Linked DNA regions of Rattus norvegicus: region 2 is linked to region 1. Evidence: chromatin contacts called from public Hi-C data. All regions are on one chromosome and are shown on one strand. Each heading gives the region's core, a stretch centred on a gene start, on an enhancer-like site or on the middle of the called end of the contact. The rest is flanking DNA. Distances are from core to core; before and after follow the strand shown. Region 1 has its middle 79 kb from the start of Ipo5. Region 2 holds the start of Ipo5 (importin 5).

What was found. A called contact is a pair of places that touch in the nucleus more often than the background predicts.
Region 2: a Hi-C map of Schwann cells shows a contact between it and region 1, with 6 times the contacts expected there. The contact joins the promoter of Ipo5 here to the enhancer-like site in region 1. A contact is called at or near these places in 12 of 12 Hi-C or Micro-C datasets (the A7r5 cell line, the Rat2 cell line, Schwann cells and 7 more) and 1 of 1 datasets of contacts at active chromatin or transcription factors (oligodendrocytes).

What each region holds. Positions count from the first base shown.
Region 1 is chr15:104,331,245-104,335,449 of GRCr8, reverse strand. No RefSeq gene overlaps it. Among named protein-coding and RNA genes, the nearest start is that of Ipo5, 79 kb to the left of the region's middle. Within about 2 kb of position 2,374, at least 66 of the 93 cell types and tissues checked have an H3K27ac peak or open chromatin away from gene starts, as enhancers often do. A contact at or near this core is called in the A7r5 cell line, Schwann cells, hepatocytes and 2 more, where this site is marked.
Region 2 is chr15:104,409,968-104,414,215 of GRCr8, reverse strand. Ipo5 (importin 5) reads right to left here and starts at 1,968. Exons shown (of 24, transcript NM_001427143.1): 1 at 1,858-1,968. The coding sequence starts at 1,947.

The sequences.
Region 1 (4,205 bases), core at 1,125-3,624:
CTCCAAGGGATGTGGGTCATTCCCTGGCTCTGAGTCTGAAAATCCCACAGCTTGTCTTCCAGACCCTGGCTGACCCCACTGTACAGCAGCTGTTGGTTTTGGTGGTTGTCCCATGGTTACGGCCATTTCCGAAATGCTGGGGCTTTCTGTTTTCATCAATTGCTCTTCATCGGCTCCCTTCATGGTGCCAAACTTCAACCTCCCTGCCTGGCCTCCTCAGCCCTGGGCCTTCAACTGAGGCACTGAGGCTGTACCTTTCCCAGTGTCCCCTCCTGACCTCTCACAGTGCCAAGCCTCAGCTCTCCATGACCCCTTCATGACTTCAAAACCAGTACAACCTGGGTGGCTATCATACTACCAGATGCCAGCGTGAGGCGCAAACTTGGCTGCGTCTGGAACACAGCTTCTGTGTGCCAACTCTCAGAAAACATTTCCTACTAGATTTAACCTCGACAACGCTAGTCTCTTCTTAATCACTGATAATTTCTCAGCTCCGGCTGGCCAGCACCGAGTACCCCAAGCAAAGCAAAAGTTTCGCTTTAGTTGTTAAGCACAATTGATTCTTCAGCCCCAGCTAACCAGACTTACAACATCTTAAGTCAAAATAGCAAAAGACCTTGATAGTCTTTAAATGTCCCCCTGAAATTTCACAAGTCAGGCCTCATCTTTTACTTACTTATTTATTTGTTTGTTTGTTTGTTTAATGTATATGAGTACACTATCTTCATGATCACCAGAAGAGGGCATCGGATCCCATCACAGATGGTTGTGAGCCACCATGTGGCTGCTGGGAATTGAACTCAGGACCTCTGGAAGAGCAGTCAGTGCTCTTAACCGCCGAGCCATCTCTCCAGTCCCCCAGGCCTCATTTTCTTTTAACATTCTTATCTTCCAAACTCCTACAGGACAGCTCACCAGGTACTGAGCACTCAATGGCTTTTCTAGACTAAAGTTCCAAAGTCCTTCCACAATCCTCCCCCAAACAACATGATCAAGACTGCCACAGACCGCTAACTTGGCACCAACTTCCTTTAGTTAGGGTTTCTCTTGCTGCGATGGAACACCATGGCTCTAAGCAAGCTGGGGAAGGAAGGACTTATTTGGTGTAACACTTCCACATCGCTGTGCATCACTGAAGGAAGTCAGGACAGCAACTCCAGCAGGGCAGGGACCTGGAGGCGGGAGCTGATTCGGAGGCCATGGAGGGGTGCTGCTTACTGGCTTGTTCCTCATGGCTTGCCTCCCCTGGCTTGCTCAGTCTACTTTCTTACAGAACCCACGATGACCACCAGCCCAGGGATGGTACCACCCACTATGGGCTGGGGCCACCCCCATCAATCACTAATTGAGAAATGCCTTACAGTGTGGAGGTATATTCTTAACTGAGGTTCCCTCCTGTCAGATGACGTTAGCTTGCGTCAAGCTGACATAAAGTTATCCAGAAGAATGGCCATTAGGAGGTAAGAAGGTCCAGGGGACAGCTGTGTGGTCTCCTCTTCCCCTGGAGAACCTCATGCTTCAGGCTCCGGACAGAGGTAGTCGAGTTCTGCTCTTTGGCTAGCCACAGGGAACAATTCCTTCTAAGGACAGGAGTATCTGCAGTGAGATCCACCCCTTTTCTTATTTTGATGCCTCACTGGCGGCTCTGCCCTTCTGAAACAGAGCGACTTCTATCTATCACGGGACAAAAAGGTACAAAACCAGATGCAGGTAGAATTTACCAGAGGCCTCTTGACACGCGCATAGCACATTGCATTATGGCCTTTCCTGTTCTCCAGGGTGGGAATGATGGTAGGATTCAGATCGCATGTGCTGGCAGCTTCCAACCGTCAGTGGGAACTGCCAAGCATTCAAGAACTCATCCAGGCATCTGGGGGAGGGCTCCGGTTTTTATCTGCATATGGAATCCTGGAGGCTGACTCATTCTCTGAGCAGCTCTGCTCTTGAGCTCTCAGCTGGCTTCACTTGTGGCTTGTGCAAACCCACACTGAGACGTTGTTCCAGCCTGGGTCACGGGGCTGGGTCTGCTGTAGCCCTAGGGCAGCTGAGTCACTTCGAGTATCTGCTGTCTTCCTGCTTTCCTGCTTTCTTCTCATTGAACTAAACAGCTAGGGGGCAGGTCCTCAGTCAGCATCCACAAAGCCACTGCTTACCTGGAGGATTTCAACACACAAGGCAGGCGTAGCTTTCTATTTAGAATTCCAGCAACAAGCTACAAACGCTTAAAAAGCACCCCCCCCCCCCAGCTCAGTGAAAGCAAAACCAGGCAGCAAAATCAATAAATCATTAACTTAAAGAACGGCCTTTCGAGGCTCACTGCCCGGCTAGCTTTGCCAAGTGACAGAAGGGTCACTGACTTCACCGTGGAGAGGAAGTTGGTAATGATTTCCCATAGCACCCGAGCACTTGCGCTTGCGTTTGCGCCGACCGCGTTTGTGCTGATGGCGTAGAGCTTAAAAAAGCGAGGCTATATCGCCCTCTCGTGGACTTCGCATGCATAACCTACGATGCACAAGGCTTTGTGCTACAAATCACAAATGCCCACCACTGAGATACAGAAGTCAGGGAGTGTCTTGGGAAAACGCTGTCTTATTTTCATCTTAAAATGTTATTGAAATATATTTGCTTGACACAGAGAAATGCAGTAAACAATGTGTACAGCGCACATAACACCCGAGAGTGAAATTATTGCCAGTCACAATGAAAGGGGACAGGTGCAGACCGGATTATTGTAACGTACACACACTATTCATGAATGAGTGGCACACCATAGGACTCATTCTAGAAAGGCGTATCTAAGTGGCTTTATCAAATATTAGTACTACGAATACCCCTTTTAATCTAGCACACAAACCGCGAGGTACGAAGTGATAAAACCAAGTTAATTAGCATATTTGTCCCCTCACATACTTTCTTTTCACAAGAACCCTTAGTCTCAGCAATTTTTGCATATGCAGTGGAGTGAAGCTTGCCTGTGAGCAAGGCCAGCCTTGAGAAGTTTCCTTCCGAGAGCCAGGGAACCGAGCAGCAGGCTGTGTGCTGAGCTGCTGGTGTGTGTGTGTGTGTGGGGGGGGGGTGGTGGGTGGGTGGGGGGGTGGGTGTGTGTGTTGTCTGAGCTCCCCCTAACCCACCCGATCTCTACAGCTGTTCTGGGAGTCTCAATTACTTCTGTTTTGACCAAGCCAATTTAATTGGGTGTCTGTCAATCCCACCTGAGGGAGAACGGCCTGGAATCGATTAGTAATTGTAGCAAAGCCACCTCAGTGGCTAATTAGTGAACTGGCCCTTGGATTAGCACTGAGGGGAGAAAGCTGACCTCTCTGAACACTGTGCTGTCAGCTGTTCATAATCAACGCTGTCATTGTTACTTAGAAGGACTAGACATTCTAGAGAGAATATCGGTTGTTCATTTAAAATAATCATAGTTTAATGTAAAACTCTGAGAGATTTCAATACTTTGTTCTGATTTGCCCAGAAATAATTGGTATAACAAAACTTCTGGGAATGCCTAAAACTCGCTCCAATTGTAAATGCCAAGTGGAGGCAGTGAGATAGCTCAATGGGGGACAGTGAGATAGCTCAGTGGGGGGGCAGTGAGATAGCTCAGTGTGGGGATAGTGAGATAGCTCAGTGGGGGGATAGTGAGATAGCTCAGTGGGGGACAGTGAGATGTTTCAGTGGGCAAAAGTGTGTGTTGTGAAGGCATGGCGCTATGGCTCCAGTCCCAAAATGCATGTAAAGGCGAGAGAACCAGATCCATAACATTGTCCTGTGCCTTACACACACACACACGCATGCACACACACACACACACAGACACACACATACACACAGACACACACACAGGCACACACAGACACACAGGCACATAAGCACACACAGACACACACACACAGACACACACACATACAGACACACACACATACAGACACACACATACAGACACACATACAGATATACACACACAGGCACACATGTACAGACATACACACACATATACACATACAGACACACATACAGACACATATACAGACACACACACAGACACAGACATATACACACAGACACACACACATACACACAGACACACATACAGACACACACACACACAGGCACACACATACAGACACACACACACACATACACACACACACACACACACACAGTATCCCCCACCCCACCCTATCACAGCCCTGAAGAACAGT
Region 2 (4,248 bases), core at 719-3,218, 79 kb before region 1:
TTGGAATTCAAGCTGAACCAGACACTGGTATTTAGCTCAATAGAAGAGAGATTCCCACCAGGCCTGACAATAGACTTAAGCGACTGGAGGGAAGGGGAGAATTAAACTAGCTTACTAATTACAAAGCAGTTCTGCTCTGCAACACATGGAGATTTCTATTATAGGGTGGGATTAAGAACTTGCTTTGGTCTAAAAAAATTACCTCGAGTTTGCAGAAAGTTACAAAATGTTTAGGCATCACCATATCCCATGCAGAAACTGTTGCAAGTAATACATGCATGCTACTTCTAAATACATATACCACCTTTAAGATGAACCTGGCAAAGCATGTCCAGACAAGTGTACATCTAGTCCCATGTACACAAGCCCATCTTGAATACCTTCAACACACCACAAGCATCAAGTACTCATTTATAGGGAGATGCTGGTATAAATAATGCACCTTATTTATATAATGTGTGATCTTCTGGGTGACAATGTGAAATGAACCCAGGGAAAATTCAAATCGCAGAATTATGCATACTATAAATCCACTCCGGTAACATGATGTATATATGAATGCTTTTAAAGATACATTTTCAAGGAAGACTCATGAAATACTCAAACGTGGAGAATGGGTGAAGAATTGTACCGTTTGAATTTCACCCTATATATTGTGTTTTACTTGAATAAGGCAGGCATGGGAACCTGTGCACTAAGGAAAGCTAGGCTAGGGGAGGTGGGGCGGGGGCTGCCACAGGTTTGAGGGCCTTTGTAAACTAGAGCCAAACCTTGTTATGTTCCCTCCCCCCAAATTAATTTTAAAAGTACCACTAAAAAAAGAGATAGTTTAAAGTGGCATTTCACACATAAGTTAAGTTTCCAACTTACTTACTAAACTAAGTGTGGCCAGAATATCCTTTCTACTCAAAGCAAAATTAGCAACTGTGTTTAAAACTTTAAACTTTAGATCGGTAAGTACAAGACATGTCAACTTCACTAGCGACATGTAAAATACATCTTTGCTCTGTAAATAAAGGTATCGACACATCTTCAGAGTCTCCTAAAAAATCATGGGTCGCAAGGAGCTCCACGTATCAACTTTCCTAGGAATTACCTCACAAAAATCTGAGCTTCAACACTAACAATGTATCATCCGTCTTCTATTGAGCTAATAGGATTATTGCAAATGGGTTTACAACTGCATCTGAAATGGAACTCTTGAACTAAGACAGATTGAGAACGATCTGGGTTATATGAAAAGAGATGGCACTGGCCCAGTTAAAACAGTCACACTCCCCAGTATTACCCATTTATAAACCCAAATCTCTAGGGATCAAACAAAATTTGAAGAGCAGAGCGAGATGGTCGGCAGGAATCCCTCAAAGGCAACTTCACACGATCTTGAAGGGACCCAGCTTGTGCAGCTCCTTTCAGAAACCAAAAAGGGGCTGGAGGGAAAGACGCCGTAAGGCAGCGACAAGCAGGACACACGTTTCCCAGAGCGGGGATGGGGAAGGGAGCAGCAGGGGTGGGGGAAGCGGGCCGGGTCCGGAGCTGCCCGGGTCTGGCCGCCCTAGAGGGCTGGTGGGCCACGCGGGGAGTCCGGGGCCCCGGTGCGGGGCCCGCGGGCGGGGCAGCGCGTCAGGCGCGGTGGCACGTGTGCGCGGGTCGGCGGCGAGGCAACCGGCGCCGCCGCTGCACGGGCCGGAAGGGCCGGGGCCGGGCGGGAGGCGCGCACGTGGGCTGTGGAGCCGCTGTCCGCCAGCCGGGCCGACCTGCGCCGCTCCGCCGGCCGACGAGCGCCCAGGGCCAGTGGGCCGGCCGCGGAAGGGAAGGATCAGCGCGCTCGGGTCGCGGGGCCGCCGATTCGCTTACCTCCGCCTGTTTCCGGACCACATTGTCGGGGCTGAGCAGGTTTCCCAGGAGCAGGTAGAACTGTTGCTGCTCCGCCGCGGCCGCCGCCATTGCGCTAGGCGTGAGAGAGAGAAGGAGGGAGCTGTGAGGCGCGCTGGCGGGCCGGCGGGAGGGTTGGGGGCGGGCCCAGCGCGGCGACCGGCACCAGCGGCGGCGCGGGTATAAGGGGCCGGGCGGGAAGGGCGGGGCCGAGGGGCCAAGGGAGGACGGGGCGGAGCCTCGCGCCCTCTCACCCCGCCGCGGCTGCCGGCGCCCGTGTCCCATTGGCTCGCGGCGTGGGGGGCGTGCCCGAGGCCGCCCCCTCGAGGGCCACGCGGATTGGCCACGCACCCTGCGGTGTCGTCACTCCAGCGCGCGCCGGGAGGCGGGGCTAGCGGGTGTGTGTGGTGGCCGTAGGGCCGCTGTACAACGAGGTTGGGGTTCTCGGGGCGCGGGTGGGGAGGAGCCGACCCGGCCGGGCTGCCGCGAGGGGTGTGAGGCCGGGCCCAGAGGAGGGGCCAGCTCCAGAGCGCGGGAGATTTCGGCGCCCGGGGCTGGCTGGATTCCCTTCCCTGCCGCCCGTCGCGTGGCCTCGCCTTAGGGCTTTGGGGCCCCGGGACCTCCCACCCCAATCTCCCCAGCAGCGGATCACAGACACACACGCCTCTGCAGACCACTCCATCTGTCTGACCCTGTGATGTCGTGTCGTCCCCCTCAGCCTGTGACTCAGGCCGCCCCTACCCTCCGCTGTCCTGTGACTCATGTCCTGGGACTGTCCCGGAAGAGGGGTTGCTCATCACGGTCTCTCCCCCTGCACTTCTCCACCCGGGATCGAAGCACACACGCTCCCATCCGGGAACTGCCACCCGTCCTGGTGCTTGGAGCTTCTTTGCTCTCTAAGGATGGGAGAAGGCATGAGCCACTCCCTAACGTGGTTGATCTTATGATAGTTGACGCAGGCCAGCACGGAGGGGACCAGAGACTGCCTCCCTCCTCTTCTCTGAACTCCAATGCTTACACACCAGGGTTGGTCCATCATTCTGTCTGGGGCTGCCTAAGCTGAGAGAGCAGAACTCAAATCGAAACACTTTGAGAATCAAATGCTCATACCAAGAGAAAAAACCGACTCCAAAACTAATGTATGAAATGGTCTGACATGGAAAAAACAATGTGGCCCAAGAGTGAAAGAGCACCCCCAGTTGGAAACCAGTTCTGCAAAATAGATGGGTTGGCCCCCAAAGAGAACGCAATCAGGGTTGCAGCTACGACTGTAGAGGGGAGACCTTTCTCCACAATTCAGATTCCGTTGTAAAAATCTTGGCTGGTTCTCAACCCCCAAATTTATCCAGGTCCTTTGCCCAGACTCTTTTGAAAGCCTACAGTGTGTCCAAAGCATTGCCTAAGCTGAGGGTGACAGCAGGAGGAAAAAGGGTGTCTTGAGTTAAAAGGACTCTACTTCTTCTGAGTAATTGGTTTCCACAGCCTGAGGCAGGTAACTGCAGCTCAGCAACTCATGGATTTTTCTTGAAGTTTTTTTTTTTTTTTTTCTGGCAATTGTGTGTTTTGAAAGTCTTAAATATTTTTTTCTTGGGTGATTTTAAAGTTGGTCTTACATCATCCGTGGTCAGGTCATGCAAAATCTGGCCAGAAGCCCTGGGCTAACTTGGACCTGGGCTAACTTGGAATTGTAAGAACCAGCCAAAACTTCTACAGTGGCATTTAGTTGGTTTGTGGAGAAAGTTATCGCCTCTAGTTTTAGCTGCCACACTGGCAGGGTTCTCTTTTCTACAGCAGGCCAGCACAACTATTGTGTAAAACTGGTTTCCTACCTGGAATTCATTCTTTGGCCACATTTGTTTTCTTCAAGGTTAGACCATTTCGTACATTAATTTGGAGTCGATATTTTATCTTGATGTGTGTGTGTGTGTGTGTGTGTGTGTGTGTGTGTGTGTGAGAGAGAGAGAGAGAGAGAGAGAGAGAGAGAGAGAGAGAGAGAATAGGACATGAATTCCTCATTCAGAGTTCTTAAAATTTGGGGTATCTCATACTAACCAATTTTTAATTAACTAGGTAACAGTGTAATAAGACCTAGAGACATAATCACACACACACACACACACACACACACACACACACACACACACACAGTAGCTAAAATTAGAGGGGACCTTTCCCAGATTCCGTTGTAAAAATCTTGGCTGACTCTCAACTCCAAGTTTATCCCAGTGCCTTTGCCCAGACTCTGTTGAGAGATGAATCTGTACATTGCCTCTATGCCCAGTTTGGGGACATAGATAAACGGTAGAGTTTTTGCCTATCATGCATGAGGTCCTGGGTTTGGCAGTACTGCGTAAAGGAAGTCTGAAGATTCTT